Linked DNA regions of Ovis aries: region 2 is linked to region 1. A link is a contact called in public Hi-C data. All regions are on one chromosome and are shown on one strand. The core of a region is the stretch at or near the end of the contact, and the rest is flanking DNA. Distances in the headings are between cores, read along the strand shown. Region 1 holds the start of ICE1 (interactor of little elongation complex ELL subunit 1). Region 2 holds the start of ADAMTS16 (ADAM metallopeptidase with thrombospondin type 1 motif 16).

The links. A called contact is a pair of places that touch in the nucleus more often than the background predicts.
Region 2: a contact with region 1 is called in a Hi-C map of hypothalamus, with 5 times the contacts expected there. The contact joins the promoter of ADAMTS16 here to the promoter of ICE1 in region 1. A contact is called at or near these places in 8 of 16 Hi-C or Micro-C datasets (hypothalamus, mesenteric adipose tissue, muscle and 4 more).

What each region holds. Positions count from the first base shown.
Region 1 is chr16:67,789,917-67,795,561 of ARS-UI_Ramb_v3.0, forward strand. It overlaps ICE1 (interactor of little elongation complex ELL subunit 1), which reads right to left and starts at 3,877. Exons shown (of 19, transcript XM_060400282.1): 1 at 3,545-3,877.
Region 2 is chr16:68,070,047-68,075,383 of ARS-UI_Ramb_v3.0, forward strand. It overlaps ADAMTS16 (ADAM metallopeptidase with thrombospondin type 1 motif 16), which reads right to left and starts at 3,940. Exons shown (of 23, transcript XM_042233642.1): 1 at 3,881-3,940; 2 at 3,691-3,793. The coding sequence starts at 3,940.

The DNA.
Region 1 (5,645 bases), core at 2,627-5,126:
CTGACTGGCAAATGCCTGTCCTCACCCTCCGGTCTCCCCATCCTGATCTCCCCCACGCATCCTCTTTACCTCCGTCTGTCTGCTGCTCCTGGCCTCATGACCCCACACCCACCTCAGTGACCAGCAGGCGTGGACGAACACCCTCCTCCACTCTCCCGTCCCCGCTTCTCCCCAACCAAGATTCTCACAGTGAACTCAGGGCACATCTGACGTAGCCGCTTCGCTTTTTCCCCAGAGGGGCCTGTGGTACCTGGAGGCTCCACACCAGACGTGAACACAGCTGAAACCCCTCAGGGTTTCAGTCCACACTTCCAGTGCCCGTTCCATCCCACAAACTAGGGTTCCCCCGAGCATAACCACATCCAGCCCTCCAGTGCTACCCGTGGGTGTCTCCACACTACAGGCTGAGACCACAGCACCTAACTATTTATGATCCTGCCGCTTTCGGAAAAGGCCTGCAGACTCCTGTACTTAGAGACCTCACAGGACGACCCCTACGGCTGCTGGCTGGCTTGAGAACCAACAGAAGAATGTGGCGCAGCAGGAAGGAGGGAGGTGCCCAGGAGGTGGCTGCAACAGCCTCTGGGCCAGAGATCACAGAGGTTCACACGAGGGGGTAAGCAGTGGGGACAGGGAGGAACAGGTGGACCAGGAGAAGACGACAGTAAGCTGATGGGCTGGACGCAGGGTGTGAGAGAAAAGCAAGGAACCAAGGGGGACATCGAGTTTCTGGCCAAGCCACCAGGAGGACGCAGTTCCTACTCTGAACGAAGACCAGGTCTTTGAAGGAGATTCGGACCCATGACTGGACACTGTTATTTACACTCGTTGTTCTACAGAAAAACCTGTGACTCACTGTCCTTTCAGAAGAGCCAACATCCTTACAACAGACTCGAAGGGCATCCCCCGTCAGCCTCTCCTCTAACTTCATCAAATTCCGTAGGTCACTGTGCCCCCCACCAAATTCATACACTGACGTATAATCAGCTACAGGACAGGCACAGCAGGGTGGTCCTCCGCTGGGTGAACAGGTCAGAACGGCACAGCCTTCGGGGATGGGATCTGTGGTCTCATGAAGGAGGCCCTAGAGCTGCCAACTGAGGGCGCAGCAGGAATCACGAACCAGGAGTGCCGCTCTCACCGGAGAGCAGACCCGCCAGCCCCTGGATCCTGGGCTTGCCGGCCGCCGAGACTGTGAGGAGTGAATCCCTGTCGCTTATGAGTCACCCGGCCAGGACGGCCCCAAACCCACCAAGACCCCAGCGCGCGCTCCACCCCAGCTGCCGTGCCTCCACGTCTTCCCAAGCACACGAGCGACTGGCCACCACAGCAACCTCTCGGCCGTCTGGGGTGCTCCTCTCCAAAGACGTCTCCAGAGCTCATCCTCACCCTCCCTGCCCAAAGACAACCTCCCCGAAGCCTCCAGGACTCCCTACGTAAATTCTACCAGACACTGGCCCTTTCCTCAGCCTTTTATTCCTCTCCCTTTCTCGGCTCAATTTATTTCCAGCACATTTATTACCTTCTCACATAACTTGTTGACCATCTCCTCCCCCCACCTCCTAACACAGAGGCTCTGAGATGAAGAATACTTGCCTTTTCACCCACTGCTGTAACTGCACTTCCTAAAACACAGCAGGGGATCAAAAAACATTTGCTGAGTGAATAAACAGCCCAGAGAATAAATACAACTTACAAACGATTCAAGAGAATTTCCCTCATGGACATGGGTTTTGAGGGGAAAACAAAAGCACATTATGAATGCCTCCATGAGACATCTCAGCTCAGACAGTGACTTTCCCATTTGTTCCCCCTCTATTTCAGAGTGCCAGGGCAGGACTTTCTTCTCTCCCACCCTGCTCCCAGCCCTTAAAATGTTTGGGATCAGCTCATAGATGATGCTGTTAGAAAAACAAAGCCCCAAACCCTCAGCTCCTCTGATGGCCTCGGGGCCTACCCTCCCTCCTCCCTTCACAGAGCTCTGCCTCTGCCCCAGCCGGAGCTCCTCCGGTTCCTCAGATGCCTCGCTCCTTTTCACCCCCAAACCCGATCACCTGTCAAACCTTCTACCTAGGAAGCTCCTCCACACCTATCCAGTCTGCTTCTCACCATTCACGTGTCCGAATGTCACCAGCTCAAGAGCAACCTGCCCTCCCGGCAGCCCCCAGCGGAGAAAACACCACCACTCCAACGCCTCCCTTATTTTCCTAACACTTCAAGCCTTCTGAAGTCTCACGTTCACACACACAGCACATCTGCAAGATGCTCTGGTCACCATTGCGTTATTCACCACTATGTCCCTGGTGCCCAGAACACCGGGTACAATAGGAGTAACTCAATTACACATCAGTACCACGCTGGACTACAACCAGAGGCTCTGCCAGCTCAGATGGTAAAAACTCCACCTGCCAAATGGGGGAGCCGCAAATTCGACCCCTGGGTTGGGAAGACCCCCTGGAGAAGGAACTGGCAACCCCCGCCAGCATATTCCTGCCTGGAAAAAAAAAAAATCCCATGGACAGAGAGAGGAGCCTGGAGGGCTACACATACAGCCCATGGGTCACAAAGAGCTGGACGCGACTGCGCACACAGGCACAGACGGAGCACAGCGCTACTTTACCACCGAAAAACACTGATGACAGAAGCAAAAAGAGAGACTCCTGACATCAGATGGCTGCGAGAAGTCCAGCTGGGGAGGGGCACTCCTCAGGGCCTGAGGCCGACGCTGGCAGCGGCTCCTCTTCTGCCGGGGGCGCGCACACTCCATGCTACACTTCAGAGACCTGCAGCGTCCACGTGCCTTCGGGGGACGAATGACCCTCCTGGCCAACCCGCAGGCCACATGAGCACCCGCCCCCACCACCCCCACAAGCAAGAAATACGGAAGGACTGGCCAGCACAGTAAAAAAACCACCACCTTCTCCTGGGAGAGATTAGCTTTCCTCGGCATTCTGACCACCACTCCTCTCCCTCGGAGTCAGCCTTGGGGGAAACACCGGGATTGGAGAAGGGAACCCCGGGGGGCCCCCCACCCCTCCACCAGTGCTGCACCTAGGAAATGAATCCCAGATTCCAAGCCTGAAGAACGCAGCGAAAAGTCACTAAAACATGTTCAACTCTTGCAAGCCCATGGACTGTAGCCTGCCAGGCTCCTATGTCCATGGGATTCTCCAGGCCAGAATACTGTAATGGGTAGCCTTTCCCTTCTCCAGGGGATCTTCCCGACCCAGGGATCGAACCCTGGTCTCCCGCATTGCGGGCGGATTCTTTACCAGCTGAGCCACCAGCGCAGTCCAAGAATACTGGAGTGGGTAGCCTTTCCCTCCTCCAGGGGATCTTCCCGACCCAGGAATCGAACCAGGGTCTCTCCCTGCATTGCAGGCGGATTCTTCACCAGCTGAGCCACCAGAGAAGCCCTAGCCTTTCCCAAAACGGGGAGGGGGAGGGGGGCTTCCGCCCGAGGCCCACCCCCACCCCCGCCCCGCGCCCCGCACGGCCCGGCCCAGCCCCTCCGCGCCCTCGGCCTGAGGGGCAGACGCCTCACCTGCTGCAGAGAGGCGCAGCCCTGACAGCGCGAGAGGTCCGCCGCCGTCCCCGGCGCCGCCGAATGGGTCTCGCCCGGCATCATGGTGCCGCCGCCGGGCCCGCAGAGCCCGCGCGCCTCAGGGGCCGGCGGCCTCGGCCCCGTCCTGCCTCTGCTGACGCCGCCGGGGCCGCCTGGCCCTCCCGGGCCGCTTCCCGCCGGGTCCGGGCGGGTCCATCCGTGCACCGAGGTCCCCGTGGAGCCGGGCGAACGGCTCTCCGAGCCAGAGCCACCTCAGGCGCTGCAGACAGAAACGGTACACCCGGCGCGGCCCCCCGAGCGTGCGACGCCTCCGAGCCAGGACCCCGCCCCGCCCCGGCTCGCCCCGCCCCCACGCCGCGGCGCGGGGCTGCCCGCCGCGCCGCCTGAGGGAAAACGGGGCGCGGGACTGCGCCGCGGCGGCGGGGACACACGCCCCGAGGAAACAGCGCGGGGCGGAGAGGCGTCGGACGGGCCCCCTCTTCCGCCGTGTAGCGTTTAGTCTTCCTTTGCCGGCTTGCTGTGTAGACGGCTTTCGATAGACACCTAAAACCTTCGCCGAGGGGGAGGTGACCTGAGGTGACGTCACTGCAGGCGCCTCCCGGCGCTGAAGGACCCCGCACGCTGACGGGCCGGTGCGCAAGTTTTAACTGGAGCGGCGCGCTCCGTCAGAGTGCGACCGGGCCCAGGCGGAGACCCGAGGACTACGTCTCCCGGCGGCCCCCGCGCGCCGGGCGGACCCCGAGCAGTTCTTCCTGCCGCCGCGGGCGCCCCTGAGGGGGCGGTTCGCCTAGTTAGACGTTGTCGTCGTCGCCGCTGACCAGTCCTTCTTCCCAGACGTCTCTCTTCTCACAGCTCCCCCGCCTTCCGTGTCCACTTGCCGTCCGGCCCCGCGCTCCTCGGCCTCTTCCTCACCCCCACCCCCACTCCGGAAGCCCTGCCAAGCACAGCGCTTGGCCGAATCCTGGGCAGTGGCCGGCTGCTAACAAATGTTATTAAAATATCTTGCAAAGGGAAAAAGAAAATCTTCACTTTACAGCAATTCCCGGATACACCCAAGTCCTCATCCTCTTGTTTGAATCGAAGTTTCCCCCGATATCCGCTGCCACCAGAATCTTTTGGATGATCCCAGCTTGTTGCCATCGGTTACCTTGCTCGGAAGCCTCAGACGTCGCTTCTCGACGTCTGGTTAGGAAGTCCGAATTCTTAGCGTCCCATACAAGAACTGCATGCATTAAGGAGACGTCCCAGGCCCTATCAGCTCCTTAAATCTTCGGATGGAAATTGCAACTGAAAACAGCACCCACCCCCCCCCCCCCACCCCCCGCCACTTCCAAGAAAGCAGTCTGTGTTCCTCTCCAAACGCCGGCATCCCTGTCCTTGCTTGTACACGCTCTGCGGTTGAAGCTGGCTGTGAAGTGGAGGGACCAGGTGTCCAGCAGTCGCTTAGATCACCTGCCCTTGGCACTGAAGACACGTCTGTACTCGTCCGAGGGGCTAATGTGGGATGTGCAGAAGACAGGAGTAGGGTTAAAGTGAAAGGAGAAGCGAGAAAGGGGAGAGGAGCCCCTGTGGTCCTGATGACTTTACATGTTCCATGTCTGCCTTCCAACCTCGGACAAACAGGTCTTAACAGTAGCTTCCCTCCCCAAATGTTTCCCCCCACCCCCCTCCCCACCCCACCCCTCCCCGGCCCAGGGTATCTTAGCCAAGGAGGCACCAGCTTATGCTCCAGCGTTGGCTCGCTCTGCACTGTCCACCCGCCTACACGACATCCCTACCCTTGCAGGAACTGGGAACTCGCTGCTGCCTTCCTGTCCCCTGCACCTGCCTGGAACGCCCTTCCTGCCAGCGTGGCATTCTGTAACCCTCCTGTCCTGCCAGGCCGCACGTTTTACCTCCACGACCACAGTGTGTATGTCCTTTTTTGTCTGCTTGTGGTTTCCTTACTATGTCATATCCTAACTTCTTTGTGACCCCATGGACTATAGCCCACCAGGCTCCTCTGTCCACGGGGTTTCCCAGGCAAGAACACTGGAGTGGGTTGTTGTTTCCTTCTCCAGGGGAGCTTCCTGACCCAGGG
Region 2 (5,337 bases), core at 2,690-5,189, 280 kb after region 1:
CAGTCCTTTCCCAGGATAAAGGGGAACAGGAGAGAAAACTGAGCCCAGTGGCTCTCAGCGGGGGTGCTACCCCTCCCCCACTCCCAGGAGATGCTGGGGACTTTTGGGGACACTTTGGTTTTCACAAAGCAGAAGCAGACGGCAGTGTTGTGGGGATTTAGTGGGTGAGTCCAAGGTACATATTCTTCCAGGCACAGGACAGGCTGCCGCAACCAAAGGTCTAGAGCGTCTGCAAGGCGGAGAAGCCCGGGCTCTTGTGTCAAGCAGCAGCCTCCGCGTCACATACGCACTGTCAGTTCTGTGCAGATGACCGTGAGGAGGCTCATAGCTACAGAATTCTATGAATGAACAAAGTAAGCAGAGCTTCTCCCCCGTGCGCTTACCACTCCTCCGAGAGAAGGTGATCTATCACCGGTGTAAAATGACAGTTTCAAACTAACTCTCGAGCTAAGGTTTACAATTATAATCCCCCAAACTACTGGCTTGTGAAATCAAGAAAAAAAAAAAAAAATTAGTGAGATTCCTGATCCTTTAGAATCCCTGAAATAAGACCTCAGCCTTACAGAGGCATTTTTAAGCAGAAGAAATTCACACATGGCTGCTGCAGTCAGCACCCTGATCAACTTGATTTCGAGAGCTGTTTTTGACTAAGCGCCGAGTCTAGAGAGACTCCAGCCTCAGACTGAGTGCTTGATGCGTGGGCCCTCTGTGCGTGCGCAGTCGCCCGGTGCCAGCTCTGGAGAACGGATTTTGCGCGTTGCGTCCTGACTGCATGTTGAGAGGCTCACACGCATAGCTTGTCATCAGCCGCGTGGGAGCATTTGGCCCGTGGGAACCAGCACACGTGACAAACCAGAGCCTCCAAGAATCTGTTGTTAAACAGTTACCAGCATAGCACTGGGCCGGCCTGCCCTGTCTCAGGCTATGTGAATGTGTGAGTATAAACCAATATAAACTATGAATGCATGCCCACAGACACAGGTCTCTCTTGTTCAACAGAACAAAACTCTAAAAGCTTCCACCCTTGACCTGGAAGCTTAGCTTACCCTAGATTTTGAAAAGCTATTAATAACAAGCTCATGCTACATCTTTTGGGGAGTCCCTGGTGGGTCAGATGGTAAAGAATCTGCCCGCAGTGCAGGACACCTGGGTTCAATCCCTCGGCCAAGAAGATCCCATGGAGAAAGGAATGGCTGTTGTCTTTGCTCTGAAAAAGACCTGCTATTATTATGACAAAGGTTAATTTGTAGAAAAAGCATTCAAGTCTCCTCTGAAGGAGAAGCAATGCTGAATCAGCCAAAATGAAAGGAGTGCACCGAATGCCTGAAAATAGAACTGATCTCCATGAACTTATCTACTGTTGCTCACAGAATATATGGAGTTCTCTAACTGCATAATTACTCCAGACACCCAGCAACATTGTCTATAGAGGTTAAAATATGTGTTAAACAAGCCTTTTGGCCAAAAGAGTTACTTCACAGCCAGCTGTGGGTTTTGAAAGAAAAGAAAGTGTTAATCACTCAGTCATGCCGGACTCTTTGCGAAGCCATGGACTGTAGCCTGTCACGCTCCTCCATCCATGGGATTCTCCAGGTAGATACTGGAGTGGGTTGCCATTCCGTTCTCCAGGGCATCTTTCCGACCCAGGGATCAAACCCGGGTCTCCTGCATTGCAGGCGGATTCGTTACGATCTGAGCCTCCAGGTTTTGAAGGCATCCCCAGACATCTAGCAGTCAGCTAACCCCAGCATCACACAAAGTCAAAAGAGGCCACTGCTGAGGACAAGCAGTCTTTCTCTGATCCTGTGGGAGCTTTCCACTGAAACTCACTCTCTCAAGTTAGCCATCTGTAACTGTGGACCTGAAACACCTCCACAGCGGGAGACGAGGGGGCGGCGTGTCCCCTGGGCTACAACCTCACTGACGATGGCACCCACCTTCCCCGTGAAGTTCTAACCAAGCCAGCCAACTGGTTCTTTCGGGAACTCTGCGGTTTGTGACCCCAGCTGAGGAGTTAGGTGATCAGAGCCACATGCCCGCCAGGCTGGAGTCCAGTTCACAGGACGCTCCTCCGGGGAGAAGGGCACACTTGGGCAAGATGTCTTGGGTTCTCCTCCTGGAGGTGATTCTCTATCTCTAAAGCTCTTACCTCCCAGAAAACCCCATAAATGTTAGGAAACACTGAAAATTCTTCTGAGGCCTTCAGGAGTTCTCATGATTCTAGAAAGCTAGAATTTTCAAAAAATCTTACTTTTTAAGTGGGGAAAGACAATTAACTACAGTATAAGTCATTACATACTAGAATGAAACGTAAGAGAAACACTGAAGACAAGGGCAAGCCCAAAAAGGTGAGCTTGAAATAACTCTTTGGCAAATACAGGGAAAACGTTTTCTATTCTTTACCTCTAGCGCCCTCTGGTGGATTCGGAAGAGGTCCTACGTTCCCGCATTTCATTTATCACTTCCCAGGCTCTTACAGGAGGAATCTCAATAATTGACGCATATAATTCAATGATTGCCTTGAGGAGTATTGTTAAGAAGCTACATTCAGTTGTTCTGAATTATTAACTCATTTTTTGAGGTTTACTGAAAAAATATGATGGGGTAATCAAACCTGATTCTTCCTCTATAAGTCACTAACAACATTTGAGATGGCAATTTCTTCTTGGAATCGATGCAAAGTATTCGTATTTAGCAACTGCCAATGGACTGGGTTCAGATGAAAAGCCAGCTAGCAACTGAAATTAAACGCCTGCTTTCTCAGCTACCCTAAAGCAGGTCAGGACAGGGAGGTCTCTCCCCCTGACACATGGAATAATAAATGCCGCTTGTGAGGAGAGAAAATATAACCACACACTGCACAAAGTTCTGACCTGCTTTTCTGTCACAGCAAGGCACTGGACTTGGACATTGCTCTTATGAAGTCACAAGACACTGATTACCCATTCCGCCAGCTCTCCAGGAGCATCCCTTTCGATGCCAAGGTAGCTACAGAGCAAAACAGCTGTCTTTTTGTCTTCTGCTCTGGCTTCCCAGGGGGCTCAGTGGTAAAGAATCCACCTGCCCATGCCGGAGACCTGAGCTTCATCCCTGGGTCGGGAAGATCCCCTGGAGAAGGCAATGGCAACCCACTCCAGTATTCTTGCCTGGAGAATCCCATGGACAGAGGAGCCTGGCGGGCTACAGTCCACCAGGGGCAAAGAGTCGGACACGACTGAGCAGGCAGGCAGGCAGGGTATATGTCCAGTAGAGGGACTACTGGGTCCCATGGTGGTTCTAGTTCCTAGTTTCCTGGCAGTGAAGGGTGTTCGCCGTAAAAGGCCGGAAAGGGACAGGTGAAGGAGGGGACGAGGGGATGAAAGGCGCTATAAGCTTTGCAATCGCTTTGGTGTCTGCGTTAATATAACTCCTAGGTTATTTCTCTCTTCTATTTCATCCAAATACATTCCATTGCTTTCTTCCCTAATGCTTATGGTAATAACGCTGGTAAATCGCATCTGTTTTACTGGGAAATGATATAAATATTGCTGAAAGTTGACTCAGCGGTGCTCGCTGGCGAAGCGCCGCAGCGTCTTATAGGGAATTCCCTGAGTTAGGAACCTTCACAGCGTTTTGTAAACCAGCTTTGAAGTTTACAAGCTGCTCCCCGGAAAAGGTTCGAACCACCCCTCCCGCCCCGCGCGGACTTACCGCCCTCTTCCCCCGAGCCCGGCCACTCCGCGGGGCCAGGAGGACGCCGGACGCTCGGGCTCCCCGGCGAGGCCGCTGCGGGTCCCACGGCGCAAGCAGGTGCCTGCGGGAAAACAGCGTCGAGACCTCGGTGAGACCCGGCTGCGCGAGGGGGGCTCCAGGGAACGCCGCCCCCGCCGTCGGGACCCACCTGCGCACCCACCTGCGCCAGCAGCAGCACCCAGAGCGCCGCGCGGCCGAGGACCCGCATGGCCCGGCCGCCTAGCGCGCCCCGCGCCCGTCGCCCGCGCTGCGCCGCCGCGGGGAGAACGCACGGCTCCATCCAGGGGCGCTCGGAGGGGCCCGGGGCCGCGGGAGGCTCCCCAGTCCGGCAGCCCTGCGAAGCGGGCACCGAGGACCAGCCCGGCCGGCGCGCAGCACGGTGTCCCGCGGCGGATGCGCCGCCCGCGCCGGGGTTATTACTGCGGCTCCGCGCCGCGCGGGGGGCGGAGTGGCGGCCGCGGGGGCGGCGGGGGCGGCGGGGGCGGCGGCGGAGCGCCCGCCCGCACCGTGGGAGAGACGGGGAGGGCAGGCGAGGGGAGGGGACGGGGAGAGGCAGGAGAGAGGGCGGCGGGGTGGGGCGCGAGCAGAGGAGGACCCGGGAGAAGCCGCGCGCTCCCGGGCTCGCAGTCGGCGCGCCTGGCCGGCCGTCCCGTGGGCACGCGGGTGGCCGGGCCGCGGGGACCCGGGGCGGGGGCGGTGAGCCGCTTGGGGCCGCCCGCCCCGAGCGCTCCGGCCCGCAGTCCGCGACTGGACAAGGCTCGCACCGCGCGGCGCGGCGCCCCGGCGCTCCCGGGTCCCCACTCCCGAGAGCCAGGCTTGCGCATCCAGAGGCCGACACCTGCCGCCCGCCGGCATGCGGCGGGACTGCGCCCGCTGGTCCTGCCCTTTCGCCCGGGGGAGGCGGGGTGTGAAACAGGAGTGCCCAGACCTTCTGGCAGATGCGCGCGTCGGAGAGCAGAGGACGCAACGGGCATCGCCCGCCAGCTCGGGAGGCGCTGAGGGTGGGGGAAGCTCCGGCCTCCGTCCCATCGGCCCTGGGACGTGTGGGCGCTCCGGGCTCCAGCGGTCCTGGCCGCCGCGGCCTGGCCTTGCTCTGAGCGCGCCTGTCCCAGCGCCGCTGGGGCCCTAGTGCAGCCGATAGGGGAGGCTTTGGCTTCGCGGGTGGGTGCGGGCCCGGGCCAGTTCCTGCGCCGCTGTGCCAGTCGCGCTAGGAGGCTGAGGACGCGCGGCCACCCGCCCGCCTACCAGCCCAGCCCGGGTTCTGCACCTGTTGATGGCCCTGTGTGTGAGCGCTCGTGCGTGCGTTTGAACGTGAGCGCACGCGGACCCGCGCTAGGTGTACGTGAATGTGTATTAGTGGCGGTCTCTGTGTCCTCCCCCCGCGTCCACCGCCGTGCCTGTGTTCGCGCTGGCGGCTGAGCGCACCGGATTCTCCAGCGTGTGTCCTGCCTGTGGCCACTCCGTTCCACTCACTGCTCCTTGGCCTGCTAGACCCCTTACCTCCTGGAGGTCTCCGGAGTCTGGGCTCCGGCTTCGTGGTCCCAGTGCCCCGCACATTCAGTTAAGCCCGTCTTGGCCGGTTTTTGCACATTTTGGAGAGGAAGT